Linked DNA regions of Oryctolagus cuniculus: region 2 is linked to region 1. The links are chromatin contacts, called in public Hi-C maps. All regions are on one chromosome and are shown on one strand. Each heading gives the region's core, a stretch centred on a gene start, on an enhancer-like site or on the middle of the called end of the contact. The rest is flanking DNA. Distances are from core to core; before and after follow the strand shown. Region 1 holds the start of CPEB4 (cytoplasmic polyadenylation element binding protein 4). Region 2 has its middle 16 kb from the start of C6H5orf47.

Evidence for each region. A called contact is a pair of places that touch in the nucleus more often than the background predicts.
Region 2: a Hi-C map of psoas muscle shows a contact between it and region 1, with 4 times the contacts expected there. The contact joins the enhancer-like site here to the promoter of CPEB4 in region 1. A contact is called at or near these places in 2 of 6 Hi-C or Micro-C datasets (embryonic fibroblasts and psoas muscle).

What each region holds. Positions count from the first base shown.
Region 1 is chr6:60,321,232-60,327,977 of mOryCun1.1, reverse strand. CPEB4 (cytoplasmic polyadenylation element binding protein 4) reads right to left here and starts at 4,048. Exons shown (of 8, transcript XM_008255399.4): 1 at 1,462-4,048. The coding sequence starts at 2,586.
Region 2 is chr6:60,400,421-60,407,166 of mOryCun1.1, reverse strand. No RefSeq gene overlaps it. Among named protein-coding and RNA genes, the nearest start is that of C6H5orf47, 16 kb to the left of the region's middle. Within about 2 kb of position 3,411, at least 2 of the 8 cell types and tissues checked have an H3K27ac peak or open chromatin away from gene starts, as enhancers often do.

The DNA.
Region 1 (6,746 bases), core at 2,799-5,298:
TTTTAACAGACAAAACATTTTTTACAAAACTAAAAGGAAATTTAACCAAATATCTTAAAATACATTTCATCTGAATTCTTAGGGAAGGAATAGATACTTAACTCCTTGAACGTTTCTCTTAACAAACACCCTTACCCCCTAAGCAAATCATTAATTAAAACAGATCGCTTTGTTTGCGCTAACATCATATTTGGGAATGCTGCAACTCTTTTATAATCTGTTTTAGCCCCTGCAGAGAGATCTCAAAAATAATTGTCTAGGTGTAGCACACATGTATGTGGACATATATAGGTATACATATTTTTAATCATTTTTTAACCTCAAATTTGAACTTCTATCAGCTGTGTACTCTTGGGCAAGTTATTACATATTTCTGATATTCAATTATTTCACCTATGAAATGGAGATAACAGAACTTACCCTTGTGGGTTGTTGTGGTTATAAGGACTGATTCAGAGTCGGCTTATCACCTGCTATACATTTTCTAAACACGTAACCGATCAGTGGAGCATCTCATAGTCAACTATGAAATTTCCTTTATCTTGTTTCTATCAACTAAATTAGCTGCTCATTAATTTTAAAACATCAAACAATGTGACTCTTGCCAAAAAAAAAAAAAAAAAAGGATATACTGGTAGCAAGAAAGACATGCGCTCTTTGCCTGGATCTATTTTTAGGAATGGTTTAATTATTTTCACCCCTAGTGTTAACACTGGAAAATAAACAAACGGGTGAAAGGCATCACCAAAAAAAAAAAAAAAAGGGAAAAAAGGTCACTCTGAGATTAAGAGTTTCATAATAGCACTCAAAAGTGGACGGGAATGAAGAAAACATTAGATTACTTCTCGTTCACTAGTAGTCCTCACTAACACAAAGCAGGCCAGAATTTGCAAAGAAGTTTAAGAAGAATTGTTGAATTATCGATTCACACTGTTCCAACTACAAGATTGCAAGGGTCCAGGTTTGAAATGTAACCACTGAGAAAACTGTGATTCAATAGTTGGTTTTCAATGAATCACAACTTTACCATGCCAAAAGTACTGAATTTTTTTCGTTATACAGTCACTTCATACGGGCAGAAAGCATTCATTAGTTTCCACAGGGCAACGTATTTGCACCCACATATTATTAATCTCACCTAAATAAGCAGGGAAAAACTGACCCTGATTCCCTTGTCAGTCAAGAAAAGCATGATAATTAATAATTATGACACTACTAGCTACCTGGTGTTCATAATTATCTATGGAAAGATTGAGGCTACAATTAGAAAACTGCCAAAGAAACAACTAAATATTTTGTTCCGAATCACCGTCTTCTGATAAAATAAGGTCTGGTGATGGGTTCATTTTCTATCTAAAAAGAACCCTGATGTGACTAGACACTTCAAACCGTGTAGCTACACAGATATATACCATACTATTTTCTAATTCATCTTAATCTATTAGTGAAACATAAGCTTACCGGGAAAGGAAAAATGTTGTCAGCCCTGTTCAAGCTATCTTCCATCCAGGATTTAGGAGCAAAGGCAGAGCTGGGGCGAGCATACTTCTGGAGCTGAATATGATTGCTTGCAAAATTCTTCTTCAAAGGCGAGATGGAGTTCAGGGGTGTTATTCCACCATTCAGCCCTCTGCGGTGATCTCGGCCTTGGGAGCCTCCCCAGCCACCATATCCGCCACCTCCGGGGCTCCAGGAAGAAGATGGGGTTGGAGAGGGGCTCTGGTAGCTGCTCCACGGAGAAGGGGGTTTGTTAAGATTATTCGCCAAATGAGGGAGCTGGTTAAAAGCAGCACTTCTATGTGTGAAGGGTGGGGGATGGGGGCTGGCAGGAGACCTCCTCTGCTGCTGATGCTGGCTGTGATGATGCTGGAAATGAGGGTGATGAGGGTGGTGCTGTGAAAGAGGCCCGAGCTGAGGGGAGAAGCTGCCTCCAAAGCCCGGGCTGACGTGATGGGGAAAATTTTGAAACAACAGAGCACCGTTATTAGCCGACGCAGCAGGGACCCCTCCCTGATGGAAAAAACTTGCATCTTCATTGATTATGGTAGAAGAAGAAGGCGCTATCGCTGCTGACCAGTTACTGAAGCCGGTGAGAGAGGACGCACTGGATGTCAAGGGTTGGGTCGAAGTACCTAGCCCCGTGGCCTCCTGGTAATCGAAGCCTGTCAACACTGGTGATTCGATTCTTATCTTCTCCTTCCCATTGCCATTTTCCGAAGAATTGTCCCCTTGATTTTCTTCCGACTTCGCCTTCTCCGTTTCAGGCAGTATTCCAGTTTCTTGGCCTGGACTCGGGGACAGCTGCTGCTTCTCTAAGGGGTCTTGCTGCTCCTGCTGCTGACTTTTTGCTTTTTCTGACCCCAAGATCTCATCCTGAATGTTGTGGGTAGCGGGAGCAGGAAAGAGCCAGGCTGAGCCAGCACTGCTGCCGTTGGCAGCTGTGTTATTATTTATAAAAGCAGCAGGGCTGGGGGTGGCATTTTGGTGATGGTGTGGAGGCTGCAGATGTGGATGGAATCTGACTGGAAAAGCAGATTTATTCCCAGTATTGCTTTGCACTAGCACTCCAAACCCGTAATCCCCCATTTATTATTTTTAGGATCAGAATCTGCTCAGCCAAAAATGACAACCTGATGTCTCCTGTCTCTTTTTGCCCCCACCCCTCTATTCAAAATTTCAGTTGTTTGCTTGCTTGAAATCTGATGTATAGCTAGCTCAACAATTGCAGCTTATCACCCTAAGGAGTTCTGATTTGGAATTCTGGTCTCTGAAAGAAGAAAAAAATTCACAACTACAAAAAAAAAAATTTCTTAAAACATTGACATGAATCCAATTGGGCTTCTTTCTAGGAGGGAATAAAAATGGAGAGGGTAAAAATCAAGTCTTTGGTTAGTAAAATAGGCGCTTTCTTTTTCCAAAGGAAAATGTACATGAATGACAAAAACACAGCTTCTCAAGCATCTATGGATGTAGAAGAATAAGCATTGAGCAGAGTAAAAATATATATATATATATATAATTTAACAATCACATAAGGTCTTCCCCAGCAGTTTAGATTCACTCACATAAAAATTAGAATAGGGCTAAGGGGAGAATACGTTCTTTTCTTGGCAGCTTGGTTAAAAAAAATCAGGAATAATTTAAGAACATTATATATTATATATTTATATAGATAGATTATATTAGGTTATCTGGGGCTGGGAGGGGGGGTGAACTCCTGGTTGCGGGAGAGGAAGTCAGCATGGACTAATGGAAAGATGATCGCACGGAGCTCTCTGCTGTTCCTGGTCCTGCTTCTGCTCTTTCGCAGGGCGCAGCTGTGGCCTCTGGGGCTGCTCCTGAGGCTCCGGGTGCAGATCCTGCTGCGGTCGTCGTCCCTGGGCTCCCCCCGGCCTCCTCTCCCCCATGAAAGGGGCTGGAAACACCGGGCTCTCCCTCGGCGGGGGTGGGGAGGGAGCGTGATCGGGAGGGATTAGCGAGACGCGACGAGGGCGAGCTGGCGGCCTGGGGGTGCGGGGACCCAGCGGGCGACCTGGAAGGTCCTGCGGTTTCTGCCTCTTCCCCTCTCTGCGGCTCCGGGGTTTTTTTCCCTCATGGGACCCAGGGGCGGTTTGTTCAGTTCTCTCAGTTCGATTCTCCGCACGGGGGGGGAAAAAACAAAGAGGGAAAAAAAGTAAAAACCCACTACCGTAGTTACTCTAAAGGAGAAAGGCCTCCCCCCTTGGCTCTATCTCTCTTTTCTCCCGGATCTTTTTTTTTAAACTATAATTTGGAAGGCTTTTGTTTCTCCTCACGGTTGCTGGGCCGCCGCCGCCGCCGCCTCTTTACCCCGGTCCCGCAGTCCCCGCTGTCGTGGCTGCGGGCTCCGCCTGGCTCTTCTTTTTCTTTCCTTCTTCCTCCTCGTCCCCCTCTGCTGTGGCCGCTGCCACCGCCGCCGCCGCCGCCACCGCCTCCCGGTGCCCGGGTCCCGCAGCCGCGGCTGAGTCCTTCTCCTCAGGACCGAGCCGAGTGAAATGACAACCAGCTGGAAAGACCGAGAGACACTTCCGGTTCGAAGAGGGAGGGGTGGGGTAACGCGGATGCCCCGCCCACCCCTGCCTAAATACCAATCGTCTGCTAGAATTCCAAGGGGACCACGCCTCCAAAGCTCAGTGCCCCTCCCAGGAAGGTCGAAAAGTGAGCCCGAGAAACGCCCCTTCCGTCTGCGCCTCGCCCAGTGAGGCCCGGCGTCTGGAGTCCGATGCCCCCACCCAAAGCGAGCGCAGCTGGTCGCCATCTTTTGTGTGGGCAAAGGATTCCTTCGACGATTACTTTCGCCAATAGGGCTTTGCCGAAAGATCGAAGAGGGACGCGCTGAAGAGAATGGACTCTTCACACACTATGGCATGAGGTTAAGGTGTTAGGAATAAAAGTGGTAACCCGTGAAACCGCGGATGAACGGGAGGTCTGCCCTGAGTAAAGGTGGTGCCCCAAGCATCACGTGCTCTGGCCTGAGCTCCGCCCCAGAGGGATCTGGAAGGGGAGGCAGTGTTGCCAGCAGCTGTGCGGTGCCTAGAACTGCGTATGCCCTTGCCCAGAACGCAGACCTCATGAGGGACTCTCCTCCAGTCACTTTCCGTTTCCGCACCCGCACCCCCCTGTCCCCAGCCTGTCTTAGGTTCGCCTTTGATGCAGTCTCCCAGGCACAGAGATGTAGCGCTCGTGGGCGTCAGCGGCTCAGCTCCCACCCCCATCCACCGGGGAGACAATTTTATCCTAGGCCTCCGCGTGTGCAGCTCTCTTCTGTGGCTGCCCACCGCCGAGAGGATAATGGCCACGCTCCTTAGTCTGGCGTTCAAGGTTTTCCACCTTGTCCACAATGCATCTTACTGCCTCGTCTCCCTTCAGACATACAAGGGGAGTTCCAAAAAGTAATGCAAAAAAAAAAGGATTTGCTGCATATGAGATGTCTTCAAAAGGGTTATGGACAGTGCGTGATCTAAAAGAAAAAAAAAAAAAAAAAAAAAAAAACAAAAAGAACACTATGCTTGAACTGCAAAAAATGTTCTGCACCAAAATAAACTTGTCCTCTAAATCCATTTTTCCACGAACATGTTGAAATACCCTCAAACTGCCAGTGTGTTTTTCCGTGCCCTTCTCTTCAACATCCGATAAATTCTATAGTTTGAGAAATCAGTTCAAAAGCTACCAACTCTGTCTTCTGAATTCCTTCTTCTAAAAGTGTCTACGCCCGTATGTATCTTGCTTTTGCTTATCACACTATCTTGTCACAGTTGGGTGTTTCTCCCAGAGCAGTGTGCCACTCTGGACTCTTTGAGGAGTAAACGGGGATAGATAAGAGGCATCAGTGAATGAATCCTGACGCCATGAATGAACAAATGGGCAACCATGAGAACTTTCCCAGAGGACCATCCCCCATTGCCAAGCCTGAATTATTTAGTCCTTTGCACCATTTGGTTTGGCGCTCACATCTCTGTCATCATTTAGGTTCTTTGTTTGCGGCTCAAGGGTTCCACCTTGTTCGGCTTTGTGTTTTTCCACCACTGTGAGGACCATGGAAGCCTAGGGTAATGCCTCACTCTCAGCTCAGATTTTAAAGGTGTTGACTGTTTTACTTTAGCAAGAAATGGGGGAAAAATCAACATAGAGCTGAAAGTGACCGGAGCAAAACATCGGAAAAAGATAGGGGGAGTAACAAAAAATCTTATGAGCAAAGATGGCTTCCAGTTCACCCCGAGAGTCCCCTGCTAATGGTTCTGAATTCTCCTGCCTAAATCTCTCAATGCTGCAGCACTGCCATGGGCCCTTAATCATCATGAGCGCGAGCCTCCTCTCTGTAGCTCTGAGTTCTTGGGCACAAGGCTTGTGCCTTACTCTTGTTTGTTCTCCACGGCAGGACATGCCTTGAGCTGTAGCTGCTCCAGTTAGATGAAGTCATTTCCCCCAGGATGGTTTCTCTGACTGTCCCTCCTTGTAGCATCTCATAGATTCTTCTCTTTTAATTATTGCGGGCTACCGGTGGGTTGGTGTCTTGAAGGCAGAGACTGTGTCTGCTCTCTGTCCCTAGCGGCCCGCAGAGAGTCTGAGACAGAGCCAACTTGGGATGTGTTTATTGAATGAATGTATGAATGTGCCATTCCCAGTAGACAGTTGAAATTTTCTTGGAACTATCAGTTTTTCTCAGTGACTAAAATGGCAGCCACAGCTTAGTGGAAAAAGAACTACCTTTGGAACCAAGTAGCCCCAGGTTTGAATCCCGGTCCTGCTGCTTCCTAGTTGTATGGCCCCAGGCATTATCTTTGCAAGCCATGGGTTTCTTAGGGATGAAATGTGTGTGAGATTTCCTCCCTCTCTAGATTTGTGAATTGCAGGAGCTACAGGTAAGGGCTGACCTGCTAGGAGGAGTCCACAGTATTAGTTTCTTAACATACTAAGGGCAGAGAATTGCATCACACGCATCTTTTGCCTAGAAGCAGCTGTATGCACAAAGGAATCCAGGAACCTGTCTTGGTTTGTAGAAGGCACACCCAGAGCCGCCGTCTGGCGCTGCAGGGTCAGTCTGGTCTTTGAAGGCACCATCAACTGTGGGCAGTAGGTTTGGGCTGGGCTGAAATTAGGAGGATCGCTGGTTCCTGCTTGGGGACCAGGGACAGAGGAGAAGGAAGGGGAAAATCAATTCTCTTGGGTCAGTTGCCTACTTAGAAACCTAGGATACCCAACCCAGGGCTGCCCTCCTTGAAAACATT
Region 2 (6,746 bases), core at 2,162-4,661, 80 kb before region 1:
GCCTCACTCCCTGTGTTATTTCCGCCACCCAGAATACTTTCCCCTCTGCGGTCAGCATCTGTTTGGCTCATCACTCAGGGCTGAACTCAAATCTCAGGTCATAGAGACCTTCTGTCACCTCCCAGTGAAAATAGCCCCCTCTTCCGAGTCCCCCCCAGAATTCTGATCTCTGTTCTCCTTGGGCTGTGTCCAAGCTCCAGGGCCCCATGAGCCGGGGGGTGTTCCCACGGAGGTTCAGAAATCTTTTCGTCACACATCCACCACGAGTATTTCCTTGTGTAAGCCTGTGTTTACCTGTTGGCTGTCTGATGTCTCCTTTCAGAATGTAAATGCCAGGAAGAATGGGGCCTTGGCCGGTTTGGTCTCCACAACGTAACCAGAGCCAAGGGCAGTTCGAATCCTGGTTCAATGGATGACCAAGTGAGTAGGAAATCCCCCATGCAATTCTCTTTGCTTATGGACCACTTTGGCTGAGAGTTATCAAGTTCAAGACTCAGGCTAGGAGTTCAGCGAATAGCAGTAAACTTGGCCCTCTATATTTATAGCTTCTGTAACCATGGATTCAGCCAATCATAGGTGGCAAACGTACACCCTCTTCTTTGTCCTTATTTCCTAATAACAATACAATGTAACAACGATTTACACAGAATTTGCATTGTATTAAGCATTGCAAATGATCTGGTGATTGTATGAATTACATGGAAGGATTTGTGTAGGTTAGATATAAATACTGCACATTTTTAAAAAAGATTTATTTATTTATTTGAAAGACAGATTGAGAGAAAGAGAGAGAGAGAGAGAGGAAGAGATCACCCATTGTCGGCTCACTCCTCAAATGGCTGCAATGGCTGGGGCTATGCCAGGCTGAAGCCAGGAGCCTGGAGCTTCTTCTGGTTCTCCCCTGAGGGTGCAGGGTCACAGGCACTTGGCCATCCTCCACTGCCTTCCCAGGCGCACTGGCAGGGAGCTGGAGCAGGAGTGGAGCAGCTGGGACTCGAACCGGCGTCCATATGAGAGGCCAGCACGGCAGGCACAGGCCCCCTAAATACCACACCATTTTATGTAAGGGGCTTGAGCACCGGTGGAGTTTGGTGTTCCTATTGGCAGGTGGAGGAGGCTGGAATCAATCCTCTGTTTAATGGGAAGGGACTGTAATGCTGGATTTCTGCAAGGCGTTATCTCCTGAGATCTTCCCAGGAGCGGCCCATGTTGGGTGTGAACATCGTAATTCACTAAAGTTGAGAGAACTGAAATGACTCGCCAAAGTCATAGTCATGATCTCACACACAGACACAAGCTCAAGTCTAGGTCTCATCTCTGGAGCAGAAACGCCAAATGCACAGAGATTTCGCCTGCAGGCTGAGCTCCCCTGGGGCCTACACTCACCCTGTCCACCTTATTCCAAGGTCCAGAAGTGCCAAGGCTTTACTCAAAGAACAAAGTCCTTGCTACCGAGCAGCTGCAGCGTGGACTTGGCCCGGCAGCTGGCTAGGAAGGCAGAGCCGTGGGCCCCAGGGCTACGAATCAGAGCCGGCGGCGTCTTACCGGTATCCCCGGGCGAACTTGTGAAGAAGACCGAGTGACTCAAGCCGCCTTTATCGGGAATTCGATCTCTGATCTCCTTGGGAAATGTCTAGGCTCTGGGGGCTCCCATGAGCCTCCGGGCATTCCTCCTGTAGCACAGACGTCCTCAACTCGGGAATTCTGAGAGCAGGCACAAGAAAGGGAAGCAACCATACAGCCCTCTTGGTCACTCAGTCAACAAACGTTTATTCAGCACTTACTGCGAGGAAAGACACTTGATGGCTCCTGTGGACACAGATATGAGCCATGTACTATCCCCCCCAAAGGTAAACAAATAGAGTGATAATTACCCACTGGGAGAAAAATGCTAGTAAGAGAGAGTGATCCTGATAAACAAAGGTGATGAAGGGGGCAGGGTGCCATGGTGCCCGCCTTCACCCGCACTTTGCCATGGTAAGGGCGAAGGGGAAATATTCATAACGAGGAATTAACGCCCTTGCAAAACTCACGTTGGAATTTCACTGCCATCGTAGTGAGCCGTGGCTGGATCCTTGGAGCGGCTTAGCTATTGCGAGAGCGGGTGTGTTGTGTTTGGCCTCCTCTCACACATGCTCACCTGCCCCCCTGCCATGTTGGGGTGCAGCAAGAGGTCCTCACCAGATGCCATCGCCACGCTCTTGGACCCCAGCCTCCAGAAGGCGGAGCCCGATCTGTGCGGGGTCATCTAGCCAGTCTGTGGTTTGTCTGTTACAGCACACAAGGATGGGCCTTTAGAGAGCGATCTTGGAAGATGCAGGGGTGTCTCGGGTGAGTCGGCAGGGTTGAGGAGGAGAGTGCTGCAGTTCCCTGTGGAGCTGAAGGGGGGCGGGGGTAAAACTTGGCTGCGCCGAGGATTCCGCACTGAGCTTGATCAGCCAAGGGGGCCTCATTCCCAGGATGGAAAAAGGCCCAGGGCAGAGCAGCCGGACACGTGGCCAAGAGGGAGTACTTTTGGAGAGGATGTTAGGGTGGAGGTCAGGGCCATACCCTTCGAGGCCTCGGGGGTAGACTTTATTTCTGGGGGCAATGGGATGCTGGCGGAAGGGTCTCGTGCAGATTTCTATTGCCCTCTGGCTGCAGGGCCAGAGACTGCAGGTACTAATCAGAGCGGAGGCGGGACTTCCGCCCCCCTCCCCGAGGGGGGGTGGGGCCAACACCTGATGTGTCTGGGGCAGTCCAGCTACAGTGGGAGCCCCTCACATTTATGGTTGGGGTGCTTTTCTCGTGCTTATCTCATTTAATCCTCACCCCAACTGGAAGATGGAGATGTTATTTGCCCCTCCGGACCCACGAGAAAAGACAGTGCTCAGAAGCCACCTGATGTGGCCAAGGTCACTGGGTCAGTCAAGGGGTGGCATGGGAACAGATGCCCCAGCAGCCTCACCCCAGAACCCAGTCCCTAACCACAAAGATCCTTCTGCTTGGGATATGAGCCTAACTGTGCCTAATGTCCACACGGCACCCACTGTCACCCACATTTTGCCATTGCAAGGGCAAAGGGGAAATATCTGTAACCGAGGAACTAACAATCCTATTTCCTCTAAGGCAGCGGTCATTGAGCTGTCAGCTGAGGGACACAAGGCACTCATTTCCAGCCCTCCCTCCCCCCTTCCTGCTTCTCTCTCTGAAGAGCACGACTCTGGGCTCAGCCAAGTGTCCAGAAAAGCCGAGTGCCAGGCGCAGGCCCTCTGCAGTTTACATCCAATTTGGGAACAGACGCGACACCCACCGCTGCGGGGTTTGATTCCCCACGTGTGGCGTGGGAGGCATCCTCACGCTGTAGACAAAAAGAGCTGGGCACGGAGTGTCAGTGCCTTCCGTCACCATGGCAACTCGTCATTTGGATTGGGGGGGAACCGAAGAATACACAGGAGACAACCAATGAAGGAGACAGGCATCCAAGGGTTCCTATCTGCTGCCTGGCATGGTGGCCATGCTGCCTACCTGTTCCGTCAAAGCAGCACCAGGACTGGCTCCGTGGACGTCAATGGGTAGTAACAGCAAGAGTAACGCTAAGTAACGCTAAGACTGAGCATGTATTGAGTGCTTACTCTGTGCTAGACACAGCACTCACTGCTCTCAGAATCAGATGTTAGCCCAACTTCCACAAGGGATTCAAAGCAAAGAATGTGGAATTAGGACATCAGTGTAAGGAAAGCTGAGAAAAGCTCGCGGTCCCATGGATGGTGCTTACATCACTGCAAAACTGCCTCCCCCGGGAGACAAGGTCATGATCGGGAGTGTGGAAGGCCGTAGATACCATTACGGGGTGTGTGTGTGTGTGTGTGTGTGTGTGTGTGTGGTGGTCGGGTACTATTGTACTTGATAATAGAATTCTACTTCCTTTCTCTTCCAATCTTCCCCCTTCTCCCTGCTCGGCACCTTAGCTTTCCCCACCCGGGCCCCGCCCACCGCCACCATTCTCTGCCGCCCCTTAGGAAGGGCTGCTGATCTGACTTAATTAGGACAGGTACTGGACTAAATCAGCCCCCATGGGTATCCTCTCCCATTTTAGAATTTTGTGTTTGGTCTAAAGATTGGAATTTGGGGCATGGCATCACAAAGGAAATTGCTAAGGACTGAATTCGGCCACGGTCTTCACGTCTCACTCAGAAGGGAGTCTTGCTGCCAAGCTAGGTTCAAACATTCTCAGTTGGTTCTCCCAGGCTCTAAGCATCACATCTGTTCAAGCACAGCTGTTCAGACTGCAGCAAGCATCAAAGCTGTGCATCCCGGAGCTCCGGTGCTCTAAAAACGGCAATGCTTTCTCTCTTTCATAAATATCTATCAAATCACAAATATGAATTCTCTGCAGAAATCTATTTTGATGCTTCCAACATCCCCGTCCAGAAGCAAAATGTTCAAATGCTATTTTAAAATTCCCAAGGACACATCAGGAAAGCTCTTCCCTCATTTCTTTGCATTTCAGGGCTGATTTTGTGAGATTAACAGGACTGTGCTGAGTAGCAAAGGATGAGATGCCTACAAGAAAGCTTGATTTTCTACACAGAATATGCTCTTCAATTAGGGTTCTATGGAAAGATGTGAAAACCCTTTCTCCTTGGTGGAATTTTCTTTGATCTAAAAAAATCCAATATATAAAATTGTGAATTTGTATTTATCTATCATCTATTAATGTACCTACCTACCCACCTGTCTACCCATCCATCCAATTTGTTACATACATTTTCTTGGCAAATGTGCTTTTTTCCCCAGATTATGGGACTGCTTCTTAGTCCCCTGCCAGTTTAGAGGATGACATATCTACGAGAAAAGGCAGTCATTGCATTGTTGCTAAAGGTATCAAAATAAAAGGCCAAAGGACTTTGGGCTTGTGAAATGAGATGCATGCTTTTAGTGTAACTTCTCAGTGATCTCTTAGTCGATGTAGTGAAGACATAAAATTGTAATAAAATTTCCCCTTGTTCATTTGGAAATATAAGGGGTAAGGTGAAACAGGACCTAAAATGTGTGTGTCTGGGCCCAAGTCCTGGTTAGCTCTGTAGACTGGTCAACTTTCCTGACCCTTGGTCACCTTGCAACGAGCACAATAACTGTACCATCCTAAAGGGCTGCACAGAGGTTGGAAAGAGAAGCCTGCAGCATGGAGCCTGGCACTTAGGAAGCACTCCATCATGGCTGCTTGTTGTCATTCTTACCCCAGAACTGCTTGTGTTTCTGGAAATCTTGGGTTCACACTACTAGAGAAAAAGACCTTTCTTCCTTGTTTCCTACCCCAAACTTATGTGTCTTTCCTTGACAGTTGAATCGAAAGGAAAGAATACACCCTGGGACTGACACTATGATGTAGCAGGTTACGCCTCTGCCTGAGGTGCCAGCATCCCATATGGGTACTGGTTCGAGTCCTGGCTGCTCCATTTCCAATCCAGCTCCCTGCTAATGTGCCTGGGAAAGCAGTGGAAGATGGCCCAAGTGCTTAGGCCCCTGCACCCTTGTAGAAGACCCAGAAGAAAGCTCCTGGCTCCTGGCTTTGGATTGTCTCAGCTCTGGCCATTGCAGCCATTTGGGGAGTGAACCAGTGGATGGAAGACCTCTCTTCCTCTCTCTCTCTCTCTCTCCCCCTCTCTCTCTTTCTCTTTCTCTGTGTGTGTGTGTGTAACTCTGCATCACAAATAAAATAAATCTTTTAGGCCGGTGCCATGGCTCATTAGGCTAATCCTCCGCCTGCGGCGCCGGCACAGCGGGTTCTAGTCCCGGTTGGGGCGCCGGATTATGTCCCGGTTGCTCCTCTTCCAGTCCAGCTCTCTGCTGTGGCCCGGGAAGGCAGTGGAGGATGGCCCAAGTGCTTGGGCCCTGCACCCACATGGGAGACCAGGAGGAAGCACCTGGCTCCTGGCTTTGGATCGGCCGCAACGCGCCGGCCATAGCGTCCACTTGGGGGGTGAACCCACGGAAAAAGGAAGACTTTTCTCTCTCTCTCTCACTGTCTAACTCTGCCTGTCATAAATAAATAAATATTTTAAAACATGCATTAACAAGCCTGTACTTCCTCAAAGTGAATAGAAATATCTTAGCTTTGCTCCTACCCCTAAAAATGTACACCTCATTCTGGCCACTGGACCATAGGCGCTGGTTTAAGAGAAGCCAGTAAGGCAGAGAAGATGGCAGAGGTGGATCTGAGTCACCTGTGCTTGACAGAACTCACGAACTTTGATGTAGCCTCCTGACCTGACTCCCACTAACTAATGACATGACTTTGAGCAAACCTCTTAACTCAGAGTCAGCTTGTAGGGAGGAAGTGACTTAACTTAAGGACTTAACCACCAAAACTCACTCATTTAACTTTGGTTTTATCATCCTATCCCTATACGTTCAATTATGGCACTTGGTTTAGAAATGAACTTTTTTTAAAAACAAATCCTAGGCCGGCACTGCAGTTCATTTGGCTAATCCTCCGCCTGCAGCGCCGGCACACCAGGTTCTAGTCCCAGTTGGGGAGCCGGTTCTGTCCCGGTTGCTCCTCTTCCAGTCCAGCTCTCTGCTATGGCCCGGGAGTGCAGTGGAGGATGGCCCAAGTGCTTGGGCCCTGTACCCCATGGGAGACCAGGAGGAAGCACCTGGCTCCTGGCTTCGGATCAGAGCAGCGCGCCGCTGGCTGTGGTGGCCATTTGGGGGGGGGGGGGTGAACCAACGGAAAAGGAAGACCTTTCTCTGTGTCTCTC